2 separate regions of the Drosophila melanogaster genome follow, and region 1 is linked to region 2. The links are chromatin contacts, called in public Hi-C maps. All regions are on one chromosome and are shown on one strand. The core of a region is the stretch at or near the end of the contact, and the rest is flanking DNA. Distances in the headings are between cores, read along the strand shown. Region 1 holds the start of chic (chickadee). Region 2 holds the start of Lam (Lamin).

Region 1 (6,279 bases), core at 497-2,996, 440 kb before region 2:
GCCCGGTTCACTCAATCAACTGTTTGCCTATTTGTCTAGAACGAATAACGGAGAATTCGGGCCGAACGCCGACTGTGTTGTTTTCTCGAGCTATCGAGCGCTTTGCTTTTAGTCCGTTACGTTTGTGCTGCGATGCGCTCTGCGAAGCGGTGACTTTACGTATGAGACCGAAAGCGATAGCTAGGCAGCCTTTTTGAGCGACAAGCGGCGAGAGTCCGCCCCTGAGCGTGTGCGAGCGGGACGACCCTAGTGTCGTTCGTGTCAATGTCAACGGGCGAGAGCAGCCGAGCGATATTAGCACGTAACAGTGGCGCCAGTGTTGCCTAACACCAGTTGCGAATGGTAGTAGTTGATCGAAAATAGCAGTAGTTTTGACAGTACGGCGGGGTGGGGATAGAAAAAAAAAACCGACTGACAGGCAAATATTCCAAAGCAAATCGAAAATTGAGTTGGAGCAAGGCTAAATCAGCCCACGAATGCCGTCGTCCACTAAAGATAGAATCAGCGGTCTGCGTCATTGTCCAGTCATGAGTCAAGCGAACGGACGGACGAGAGTGCATAAAATCCAGTCAAGTGGCGACACCGACGTCACCGGACTTCAACAAAAGTCCCCAGTTCGGAGTTCTAGGTTTCGCCAAGGCGAAGGGGGAGGGGTGCAAAGACCGAGTCCAGCAACAAAACTCTCTTGGAGCAACCACTGCGCTCGCTCTCTCTCGCTCGCATGGTGGCTGCCTCTCACTCCCACTCCCTGCACTGTCATACGGGCGTGTAATTTTTTTCCACTCATTTTGACCGTCAGAAATTTAAAATCGCGTTTTTTGCATTAAAACACGCGGAAATTATGCTAAGCAGTTGCGGAATCGATGCGGCACAAGATCGCCTTGCGGCTTTTTACATTTCAAACGCTTAATCTAGGGTATATACTAACATTTTCTGAAAATTATTTGGCACTTTTTATACACGTGCTGCTACTGATTTGTTAAAACCAAGCAAAAGAGGCTCCATCTTGCAAAAGTTTTAGTGATGTAAGAAAACATTAGCGACTATCGATAGATCGATCGCCAACTATCGCCAGATGTTAGCGGATATCCGGCAATTTCGCTGCGGCTTCGCAGTGTGTATGGTAAAGAAAAACAAAGCATAAAATAATGCAAATATTTTGAATTCAATTTGTATTATTTTGCACTTTTTTACGTTATTTTGGAGGTGCCACTTGAAGTTCAGGGCTGCAGACCCAGAGCTGGGGTGCCTGACTTCGCTATTTTATTTGCTATCGATATTACGCCCATCAAAGTTTTCCACCAGTATAAATATTTAAACCCGAATCTTATATTTGTTTAATAAATTTGATTGTAATATTGTTTTCCAACAGATTACATTCTCTTGTTGTAAAGACTTAATTGTAGTATTCAACCATTTGAACAACAACCTTATGTGAATCATATTATACAAATATATGAAAGTATGGAATTTTACATATGCTGCTATTCAGTGAACTGTTTTTAAATCGTGGGACTGGAACCGGCCAGCTATTTGTCTTAGTAGCTTAACGATCAGTGTTGTTTTGAATCTTTTTGAGTTTAAGTACAGTAATCTTATCTCATAGTACTCGAATGTGGAAGTGAATTTAAACTTTTCATGCCGCTGGTCTAACCGGGACTTACGAAGGCAAATAGCGAATACAATCGATTGCGAGGAATATCGTGATCGAATTTTGGCACACATCGATTGTTTCGAGCGAACAGCGACTTGTGTTCCAGTACTACCGCTTGTCGACGGTCACTCTGAATTTTTACCGCAGCGTGTGAACAGTGTGAGTGCCGTGGGTTTCCTGGAAATCCGTTTAGAAAGAGATTTCTCTAGACTTACTGAACGTGGGGTGGTTCGACAAAAATCGAAAACCGACCAACACTTTGGGTAAATTGCGTACAAAGCGACTTTCGTGCTGGGTGCACGCCTTAAATGGCGAAAACCCACACATGTACGCGCTACTTGGCCAACCGCGTTGGCTGTGCGTCGCCGTCTGCGGGTGTGTGTGTGTGTATGCCTGTGTGTATAAGTGTGCAAAAAATTAAGTGGGAAAAGTTCAGCAGCAGCCGGTCGGTATTCGGCATACGGCATTCGGTACTCGGTATTCCATTCGATTTGTCAAGCAGCCAATGCTAACATATTGCGGGTGCGGTGCAGCGCAGCACATTATGATATGTGAGATGGGATTCGAACATATAGGCGTTGAAATTAAAGGCTATTTTTAATTTATGACAGTTACTCAGTGCCGGCCAACAAAGTGACGATTCATAACACTCACTCGGAGAGCCGCCGTTGAGTCATCGTCTGCTCTCACTCGCTCATTTGCATTGTCCGCAGCCGGCTGATTAATAACGGCCCGCCTCGTACGACCGTCTCGCTCACACACCCACTCCAGGCGCACCGTTGCACTCGCCCTGGCTACGGCTCTCGCTCGCTCACTCTCTGCCCCACTCGAAAGCAGTGGCAGTGGGTGAGTGAACGGGTGACTCACGGCTTGGAATTGAGCGCTTTGGAGCAGAGGCAAGGCAAGCAGCCCCCTGCAGCGCGCACTCTTTCGCCACTCTCTCTCCATCTCTCACTCTCTCGAGTGGGTTTTCTCGAATTCAAAATCGGTTTATGGTTCTGCTTTGCGCTCATTCGACTTTTGAAATCCGCCTCGAACGCTTCGAAAATTCCCAGCGAGTCGGACGTGTGTGTGGAGCTGCGGCGTACGGTTTCTGTTTCTGTCTGTCTTGGTCTCCTTGGTCTTGCTCTTGCTCTTGGTCTCATCCCCCGTGCGTGTGTGTGTATATATGTGAGTTTTTCGGAGGCGGAAAATTAGGCGCTTTGTGCAATGCATCACAATCAAAATCACTAGATATATATACTTATATGTATATACATAAATGTGCATAACACAATTCCGCCGATACCCGGTAATTTGTCAAGGGCGGATGCAACACCCACTGCCGCATGATAAAATACGATACGATTTGATAAATGTTAATCCATCTCTCTCTCTCTCTCTCTTTCTCCACCTCTCGTTGCAGTTGAAAGTAAGTTACCCCAAGAAAAAATCGTCGGTGTTGCGGTTTTTCTTTGTCTCCCTGCCAATTTCGTGTGACCCCCGAAACGAAAGTGCGACTCGCCGTGCGGTAAAGCAACAGCGATCCATATCCAGATCCATATATATCAGTTCAACTTAATCCGCACCCACGACAAACAAAGCACCATGAGCTGGCAAGATTATGTGGACAACCAACTCCTGGCCTCGCAGTGCGTGACCAAGGCGTGCATCGCCGGCCACGACGGCAACATTTGGGCGCAGTCCAGTGGCTTTGAGGTGAGTACGTCGAACGGAATGGACTAATGGACGGAAAGCGGTTGGGAAAACCCATAGAATGGAATTCGGACGGAAAAACGGATAGTTGACAATGAATTTTCGCAAGTTCAAGGGTGTGACTCTCGCGCTGTCTTCCTCTCGCGGCCGCCATGATAACTTTCATTTGATAAAGAGCAACTCCCACCCCTTCGCCCTCGCCCTTGTCAGTTTCACCCCCTGCAGCGCCACTCCTGCGCAGGCCCGCTACCCCCTCCTCTCCCGCCTACGCTTTTGAGGGAGTGTGCGTGATCATACAACCCAGCAGGGAGACCAATTGGGCGACCTAGCCGATACGGATGGATTTCTGTTTATCGGTGACTAAGGAGGTGCAGCTTCGCTTCGCGGTAATCACCAATGCACTTGCATGCGGCGATGAGTGTGTGGTGTGGAGAGCGGGGGCGGGGCCGGGACCGGGAAATCTGATATCAGCGCAGCCGGTTCGAATGTCTGCGGTGCTGTGCAACACTGGTTCCTGATAATGCAGCCCACAGGCGCCTGGCATCAGCCCCACCCCTTCGCTATCGCTCGCCTTTATCGCACTCAATACAGACGGACCGTTTCCTCTGCGGCGACGGCCAAAATAAATGCTCTTTATCGGAGCGAAATACAGAACCAAACAGAACAGAACCAAAATGAAACGAACAGAAGTACAGAAAATATCTTGAGCATGCGATGCCGCGTCACCAGCGCAGAGTGAATCGAATTGAGTGGAGTTGACTCCGCTTCGGCTTCTTTTACTGATTTCGATTCTGAATCTGAATCTGCTACCTTCGAATGCGAATGCTCTGAGTATTTCTCGTATGCGCGCCACGTTTTCGCCCTTTTGTGAGTGTGGCTGTCTGTGTGCGTGTGCAACTTCCTGTCGACTCCGAATCCGAATACAAATACGAATCCATGTGCTCTTATCCTGCTCGCTCTCCCAGCGAGATTCCACTCGATTCGGGCAGCCACTCCCTAGTGCTTTGTCCGTCGAATGAAGTTCATCTCGCCGCTTATTAGATTAGGAACCGATTTTGGCCAAATTCGATCCGCTGCCTACGTCACCTCACCATCACACTCATTCTTTTATCTACCTGCCATTTCTGCACGCGCATCACTTTCGTTTTATTATCTCTCGCTGCCTTCGCAGGTGCCTTTGTTGTTTTTCCCAACTTCGCATTACCCAAGTTACCCAGTTTTGATCTTGATTCGGATGAATCATTGTGAATACTTAGCTTTTTCCTTTTCCGATTGATCAGCTGAGCTGGACCTTGTGAGAGAGTTGTGTTTTTGGGCTGCTAATAAAAGTTTATGATAAACACATTTATATACATGGCTTTGCATTGAGAAAACCGACTTTGGGTGACAGAATCTGAGTGCCATCGTGTGGCATGTTCATTCATTGAAAAACTACCAATTTAGGAGATTTTTGGCACTTGTGGAATTTTCGCTATCGCCGCATAATGAGCTCCGCTTAGTTATTAACGTTTTTGGCATAGCTGTCTACGCAAAACCGGCTTTTCGCGACTTTACTGCTCTTCTGCTCTGCTCTCCTCTTCGCATTTCTTTCTCTCACGCGACGCGAGTTGCGCTCAATGGAAACTTCTCGATGCCCAATTCGAGTGGCATTCGGATGTGTCACCGTTCGGCAGCCGCAAATGAGTAACTATCGGTTGTGCGAGATTTTCAAATTAATTTCCCCACTCACCCCCCGGCAAAAGCAGCTGTTACCTGGGGGATGGGGCTGCCAACTTGTTATGCATTTGACCAAGGCTATTGACATTGGTGCTACTCTCTCTCTCCCTCTTTGTCTCCATCTCTTTTGTTCTCTCTCTTTCTCTGAACGGACAAGTCGCTCAAGTGTGCAAAACTTGTTTTTAAAATCCAAAAAATCAAGCCGGGCACGCATCCCGAGACCCACAGTATCATATCCCTTAGCCAACTCTACAGCCTCCTTGTGCCACACCCCTCTGTTTCCACCCCGGTATCGAGTGGACCACATTTGCTAATGAGTTGGCAGTCGTCGTCGATGGTGCCTACTGTTTTCAAATGGGTGGTGGTTTGCTCGCGGTGGTGGTGCTTGTAGTGGTGGTGGTGGTGGTGGGTTTGCCTTTGTTTGCGTGGGTCGTCTGCAGCTGATTAGTGCGATATTTCAACAGAAGGTTTTACTTTACACACATGTCTCGCATGTCTTTTTGCCCCGAAAACATGCAACCTCCCCTGCAGGCGACTACCCATTAATTGAACCCAACACAACCAATATTTCATACCACCGTTCAAAATGTTCGTTTTTTTGCTCTCTTATGGTCCTTTGAATTGTTGAGCCTTTTTCAAAATGATGATTTTGCAAGTGGGATCAACGCAATATGATGAAATTCTCTCTCAATCTACTTGATTAAAGTTTTCAATATAGTTGAATTTATTAGGTACTGGTTTCTGATTCATACAATGGGTTTACTAAAGATTTGATGACAGTATGTCTGAGTTCATTTGATTTCTAATGCATATGGTTAACTAAAGACCAACATGACCACTAGTCCACCTTATTACTACAAAACAACTATCCACAATCAGCGGGCACTAACTCCAAACTTTCCTTACCATCTTGCAGGTGACAAAAGAGGAGCTCTCCAAACTGATCAGCGGCTTTGACCAGCAGGACGGTCTCACCAGCAACGGCGTGACACTCGCCGGCCAGCGGTACATTTACCTTTCCGGCACAGACCGCGTGGTGCGCGCCAAGCTCGGCCGGAGCGGAGTGCACTGCATGAAGACAACACAAGGTGAGTTGGCATTCAAATAAGTAGGTCTACTCATGTAATCCTCCGCCACTCTGCGATAAATTTTCCAAGTCAGAAAGTTTTCCGCTTATCACCTTCGACTTTTTTACTGTTGTTCAGTTAGCACCA
Region 2 (5,876 bases), core at 449-2,948:
TTCCTCGAACTGCTTACGCAGTCTCTCCAGCTCCTTTAGCGCCTCATTCAGGTCTTCGTTAAGCTTCTTCCGATCGGCGTTGGCCTGGTTGTATTTGTTGTTCAGCTCGTTGGCGCGCGACTCGTACATGCGGACATTGCCTGCGGGTTGGGATAATCAATCAATTAATGTTCGTTAAATGCCAGAATAGGGATGATTTTGTCACAGAAAGTGAGGAATATCATGGGATAATCATTATATACAGTTCAGCAACTAAATGAATGTTTCGTTCTTGCTTGAAACCACGCCTTTTGTCTCTTCTTACTTTTAATTTTATCATTACTCTACTTTCTTTGCCCTACAATTATAAGGTTTTCTTATCGATTCAGTTTCCACGCACTTACCCTCAGCAGTGGTGCACTCCTTGGTCTTCTTGTCCAGCTTGTTCTTGAGCTCCTCGTTCTCCTCCCAGAGACGCTTGATATCGATCTCGGCACGAGCGCGATCCCTAGCTGTGTCATCGAGCAGACGGCGCGTCTCCAGCAGCTCGGCCTCGAAGATGTTCTTGATGTTGGTGGTCTCGCGTGTGACCGTGTCCCTGGTGGTCTGCACCTCGATGGTGAGGCGGGAGTTCTCCGTCTCCAGGTTGCGCACCCGGTCAATGTAGGTGGCCAGGCGATCGTTCAGGTTCTGCAGCTCCACCTTCTCGGCCACGCGCGAGTGCCGGGTGGGGCTGAGGGGGCTGGAGGCCGTCTGCGAGTGAGTGGACGGCGGCGGCGGCTGCGGACCCGCCGATGGCGGCCGGGGGGTGGAGGTGTTGCCGGGCTGCGGCGTGGCGGTGCCAGCACGTCGGGATTTGCTCGACATGTTCACGCTGCAAGACAAATGAAATGTGCAGAATAACACGTGAGATTTTTGTGACTGACCTCTTTAGGACACAACACTTGAAGAAAAGTTGAATAACACAATTGCGTGCCTTCTAAACGCGTTTTATATGCAATACTTATATTTGAACTTTTTCGTTCGGTGTAGGGTATGTTATTTTTGCGCCCTGATAAAATTCCAAACAGAACCGAACACGAAAGAGGGGAAACGCACAAAACGCTCAAAAACAGAAGCTAAACGAGTTTCTCTAACGCGCTCTCTCTCTCTCTCGCAGTCTCCTCTACGTCTCACTCACACACACGCACATCGCTTTCCACTCAAGCGACTGTACTAAAGCGGACGAGGAAAACGAAGTGAGTTTGTCGGCGTTTGTTTATGGGCGTGGAGGCAAATGGCGCGGCTAATACTAGTTTAATCAATCGCAACGCTTAGCTAATCCAGTCGACGCACTTTAAACGATTTGATAAGGAGCCAAAAATTGCACAATATGGCGATTTTAATTCAATATTTACAGCGACTTTACACTAATACAGGCAGGGGGGTTATTTCGATTTTGAGTGAAACAGTGCCGCCTCTATTGTTCGGCACTTAATCAGTTATTTCAACTTTTTCTACAAGTTTTCCTAATGCTCGTAGATAGCAGCGCAACTCACCTGACTTTTTATAACGAACGGAAAATGCACAAATTTGAAAATGAAGTATCTTGCAGCAGGAAAACGCGGCCGACGCTGGAACGTGTAATCGAATTTGTTGCGATGGTTTCAGAGACTAATCGATAACTTTCCGGCATGCCTGGTGTGACCAAACGCCGCGCTAGATAAAAGACTAAGAACCGCTTGACCCCAAAATGATAAAAAAAAAATTAAATTTAAGCTCAACAAGCCATTTTAATTTAAAGCGTTAGAAGGCATATATTTTATAAAAACTTTTTAGTTGAAGCTTACAAATGGATTTGTTGTGCACAACTATCGATAACTTAACGATATCACCCGGCTCAGCTCGCATGAGTTCTTAAACGTACTTCGGTCACACTGCTCTGCGCTGTTTTTTCCTCCGCATCACGTTAAAGATTTTAAAATAGTTAATTTCACTTTAAAAGCTGTATTTTAAAGTGATAAACGTGCACAAAAGGTGAGTTTGACACTGAAAATCACACTGCACTAAATAAAATCGTCGCTTGTAATGGGTATTTCGTTTTATTTCGAAATACATGTAATGCGGTGCGGTGAAAAAACAAAATGGCGGAGGGAACGCCGGCACCGGTTCCGCAAAAAAAAGCGGCATTTTCTTTAACAAACACATGTAACTTATCTAGTCGCACCCATTTTATTTCCCAGCATTTAGTTGCGAATTTATAGCCGATAACTAGTTAAAGGTAAGAAAGCCGCAGAAATGGCCGACAATGACGATCTTTTGGACTACGAGGATGAGGAGCAGACCGAGACCACTGCGGTCGAAAACCAGGAGGCCCCCAAGAAGGATGTCAAGGGCACCTATGTGTCCATTCACAGTTCCGGCTTCCGCGATTTCCTCCTGAAACCGGAGATCCTGCGCGCCATCGTGGACTGCGGCTTCGAGCATCCCTCGGAGGGTGAGTACTTGCACTCCACCTGGAGTGACGAAAGGTACAGTCACTAACGATGCTCTCCGCTTGCAGTTCAGCACGAGTGCATTCCGCAGGCCGTACTGGGCATGGACATCCTCTGTCAGGCCAAGTCCGGCATGGGTAAGACCGCCGTCTTCGTTCTGGCCACGCTGCAGCAGCTGGAGCCGTCGGACAACAACACCTGCCACGTCCTGGTCATGTGCCACACCCGCGAGCTGGCCTTCCAGATCAGCAAGGAGTATGAGCGATTCTCCAAGTACATGCCCACAGTCAAGGTGAGTCTACGTTTTAATCCATTGTATATAATTCAACAAAAAGTTTGGTTCGACTATATAGTTACTATATATTAATTCGATATGTTTTCTATTTAGGTGGCTGTCTTCTTTGGCGGAATGGCTATTCAAAAGGACGAGGAGACCCTCAAGAGCGGCACCCCGCATATTGTGGTGGGCACCCCTGGCCGAATTCTCGCCCTCATTCGCAACAAGAAACTTAATCTGAAGCTTTTGAAGCACTTTGTGCTCGACGAGTGCGACAAGATGCTGGAGCAGCTGGGTAAGTTGACTAATAATCACCAAATGACGGACGTTTTACTAATAACCAAACCATTCTTTTAGATATGCGTCGTGACGTTCAAGAGATTTTCCGTAGCACGCCGCACGGCAAACAAGTGATGATGTTCTCTGCCACATTGAGCAAGGACATTCGTCCCGTTTGCAAAAAGTTCATGCAAGATGTAAATATCAACGTGTTCATAACCAAAATGCTCGTACTTCTCCACCTCGCATCCACCGCTATCACGACAATTAGTTATTATTTTGTTAATGCCACGCGATATCGAACATTCGATCTTGATCCCCTCCGTATAAGCCAACCACCATCTTGCAAATGGTTAAACGCGTACAACCAAACGTCCAGCGCTCTGTGAGCATAACTCGTATCGAAAAACTTAGTTAATGACTATCGGACACCATTTTCTAAATGGTTAATCGTGGAAATTGGCAACCGTTGCAAAAGCATAAACAAGCAGTAACCGCTGAATGAATCAATTGAAATCGCAAAAGATTTAACAATACCAACGCTAGCAAAAACCAATACCTAAATAAAACTACAAGCAAACAGCAAAGATCCCGCCGACTGGCCGATGAGACGAGTTGAATCAATCCAGAGCGAATGCGATGCGATAGGCCCGCTCATCTGTAATCCGCACACTTCTCAGAGCGATCATCGATCCTCGGGAGCAGTTCAGAGACTAGTTGATGAGATGTGGTGGTAGCGTGGCCGTATGTAGAATATTCTATGCATATTGTTGTATGTTCCGAGGCGAGCCTAGTCTAAGTTCGATTTCTCTGTACCCCTCCTAATTGTGTCCTTTAAAATGCGCCACATTCTATTTCCCAAATCCAGCCCATGGAGGTCTACGTCGACGATGAGGCCAAGCTGACGCTGCACGGACTGCAGCAGCACTACGTCAATCTGAAGGAGAACGAGAAGAACAAGAAACTGTTCGAACTGCTCGACGTGCTCGAGTTCAATCAGGTAGGTCATTCGGTGGTCTTAACTTATATTTACCACTTACTTGATTATCCCTGTCATAGGTGGTCATCTTTGTGAAGTCTGTGCAACGTTGCGTGGCTCTGTCGCAGCTGCTGACGGAGCAGAACTTCCCCGCCATCGGCATCCATCGTGGGATGACCCAGGAGGAGCGTCTGAATCGCTACCAGCAGTTCAAGGACTTCCAGAAGCGCATTCTGGTGGCCACCAATCTCTTTGGCCGCGGCATGGACATCGAGCGTGTGAACATCGTGTTCAACTACGACATGCCCGAGGATTCCGACACCTACTTGCATCGCGTGGCCCGTGCCGGTCGCTTCGGCACCAAGGGACTGGCAATCACATTCGTTTCGGACGAGAACGACGCCAAGATACTTAACGAAGTACAGGATCGTTTCGATGTGAACATCAGTGAGCTGCCCGAGGAAATCGATCTCTCTACATACAGTAAGTTGCAATGATGAGTAATCCCCAGCCACCAGCAGTGCTAACTTGATTTTCTTTTCCAGTTGAGGGACGCTAGAGCTCGAAGGTGCATGTTAATCGGAACAAGACTATGCACTTCGAATAGATACAAACCTAAAACCTTTTTTAAAACTCTACTTTATAACTAAATAAAAACTATTCAGACAATGTGTTGACAAACAAAAACGGAATTATAAGTAATGTATTTATTTTGGGAATGGATTCTAAAACCCACTTGTTTCACATTTCCGTTTAAACTATTTTATTTGTGAAAATTTCTGGGGCATATTCCCTTAAATAACTTAGCAATATTAATGTGTACAATATTATAAATCAACTCACAATAAAATGTCCAAAAAAAATAACAAACTCGCATATGCTTTAATGGTGAAATGGTAATTGGGAACTCGCTGGGCATAGTTTAGTGTGTCCGTTTCAGGACATGCGCAATGGCCAGGAACTTCCGGCAGCTGCATTGCGACAGGAAGAGAAGGGGTTGTGGGGTGGAGGTACGAAAAACTGGGGACGAAAAACAACGAGGACGTCCAAACAATGAGAGAAAATGCACGCTTGCGAAAATGCTGCTAAAAAAGTATGTGAAAACGCGGCGTAAGCTGAAGATTCTACTCCTGCTGGCCATCGTCGCCCTGCTGGTCATCACCATCATAGTGCTGGGCTCCAGCGGACGCAATGCGGCCATCGAACTGCTGCTGGACGAGCGATTCATCGCACGCGCCTACAGGCCCGGGGATCAGCCCCAAGTGGCGGAGAAGCCGCCGCCGGTGGCCGTCGCGCTGCTCCAGCCGCAGCGGGAGAACGGAGTGATTGTGCCCGAGAAGTATGACGAGCAGAAGATCAAGGAGCGCATCATTCAGAGCAAAATCGATCTGATGAAGCAGCAGCAGCAGCGGGACCACGAGGCGGAGCAGTCTGTAAGTTTCCAGTTCAGTCCAAGAAGGTGGCCAATCTTAGTCCTTAAATCTTAAAAATGTACACTTTGTTCAGTCGCGTACCACTTTGGATGTGGTGATCAGTGCAGTGCACATATTCTACACTGCCCCGGTGCCGTGGTACAAGTCGAAGAAGCCGCCTCCGCCGCCAGCGGAGCACCCAAACGATGTGCCACTGACCACGCCGCGACCAGTGCGAATCCTAAACACCGCCTTCTATCCGGCACTGGGTCTGTACAAGCCCAGTGGCTCGCTGCTGGCCCAGCATTTCGAGAACATACGCAGCTGTGGCATCGGTGTGCTCATCCTGAGCTTCTCCGGTGGCAAGCCCGCGGAGGCGGCACTGCTGCATCAGATCTTGGAACTGGCACCGCAGCACAATCTTAGCGTTACCTTTGAGCTCAGTGTGGCCGGGAATCAGAGCGTGGAGTTTGTGC

The links. Hi-C and Micro-C count contacts between places; a contact is called where the count stands out from the background.
Region 1: a contact with region 2 is called in a Hi-C map of the Kc167 cell line, with 4 times the contacts expected there. A contact is called at or near these places in 41 of 107 Hi-C or Micro-C datasets (the Clone 8 cell line, the D17-c3 cell line, the Kc167 cell line and 17 more) and 2 of 7 datasets of targeted methods (both in the Kc167 cell line).

Annotation. Positions count from the first base shown.
Region 1 is chr2L:5,976,485-5,982,763 of dm6, reverse strand. It overlaps chic (chickadee), which reads left to right and starts at 1,746. Exons shown (of 4, transcript NM_205913.3): 1 at 1,746-1,811; 2 at 3,060-3,352; 3 at 5,982-6,153. The coding sequence starts at 3,242. It overlaps eIF4A (eukaryotic translation initiation factor 4A), which reads right to left and starts at 1,000. Exons shown (of 5, transcript NM_001258978.3): 1 at 929-1,000. The coding sequence starts at 930.
Region 2 is chr2L:5,538,302-5,544,177 of dm6, reverse strand. It overlaps Lam (Lamin), which reads right to left and starts at 1,698. Exons shown (of 4, transcript NM_001298700.1): 1 at 1,518-1,698; 2 at 384-853; 3 at 1-140. The coding sequence starts at 846. Hel25E (Helicase at 25E) reads left to right here and starts at 1,864. Exons shown (of 8, transcript NM_164648.2): 1 at 1,864-1,995; 2 at 2,209-2,455; 3 at 2,522-2,745; 4 at 2,842-3,025; 5 at 3,088-3,206; 6 at 3,878-4,009; 7 at 4,069-4,471; 8 at 4,534-4,852. The coding sequence starts at 2,257. The coding sequence ends at 4,547. It overlaps CG14015, which reads left to right and starts at 4,982. Exons shown (of 4, transcript NM_135093.4): 1 at 4,982-5,421; 2 at 5,495-5,876. The coding sequence starts at 5,068.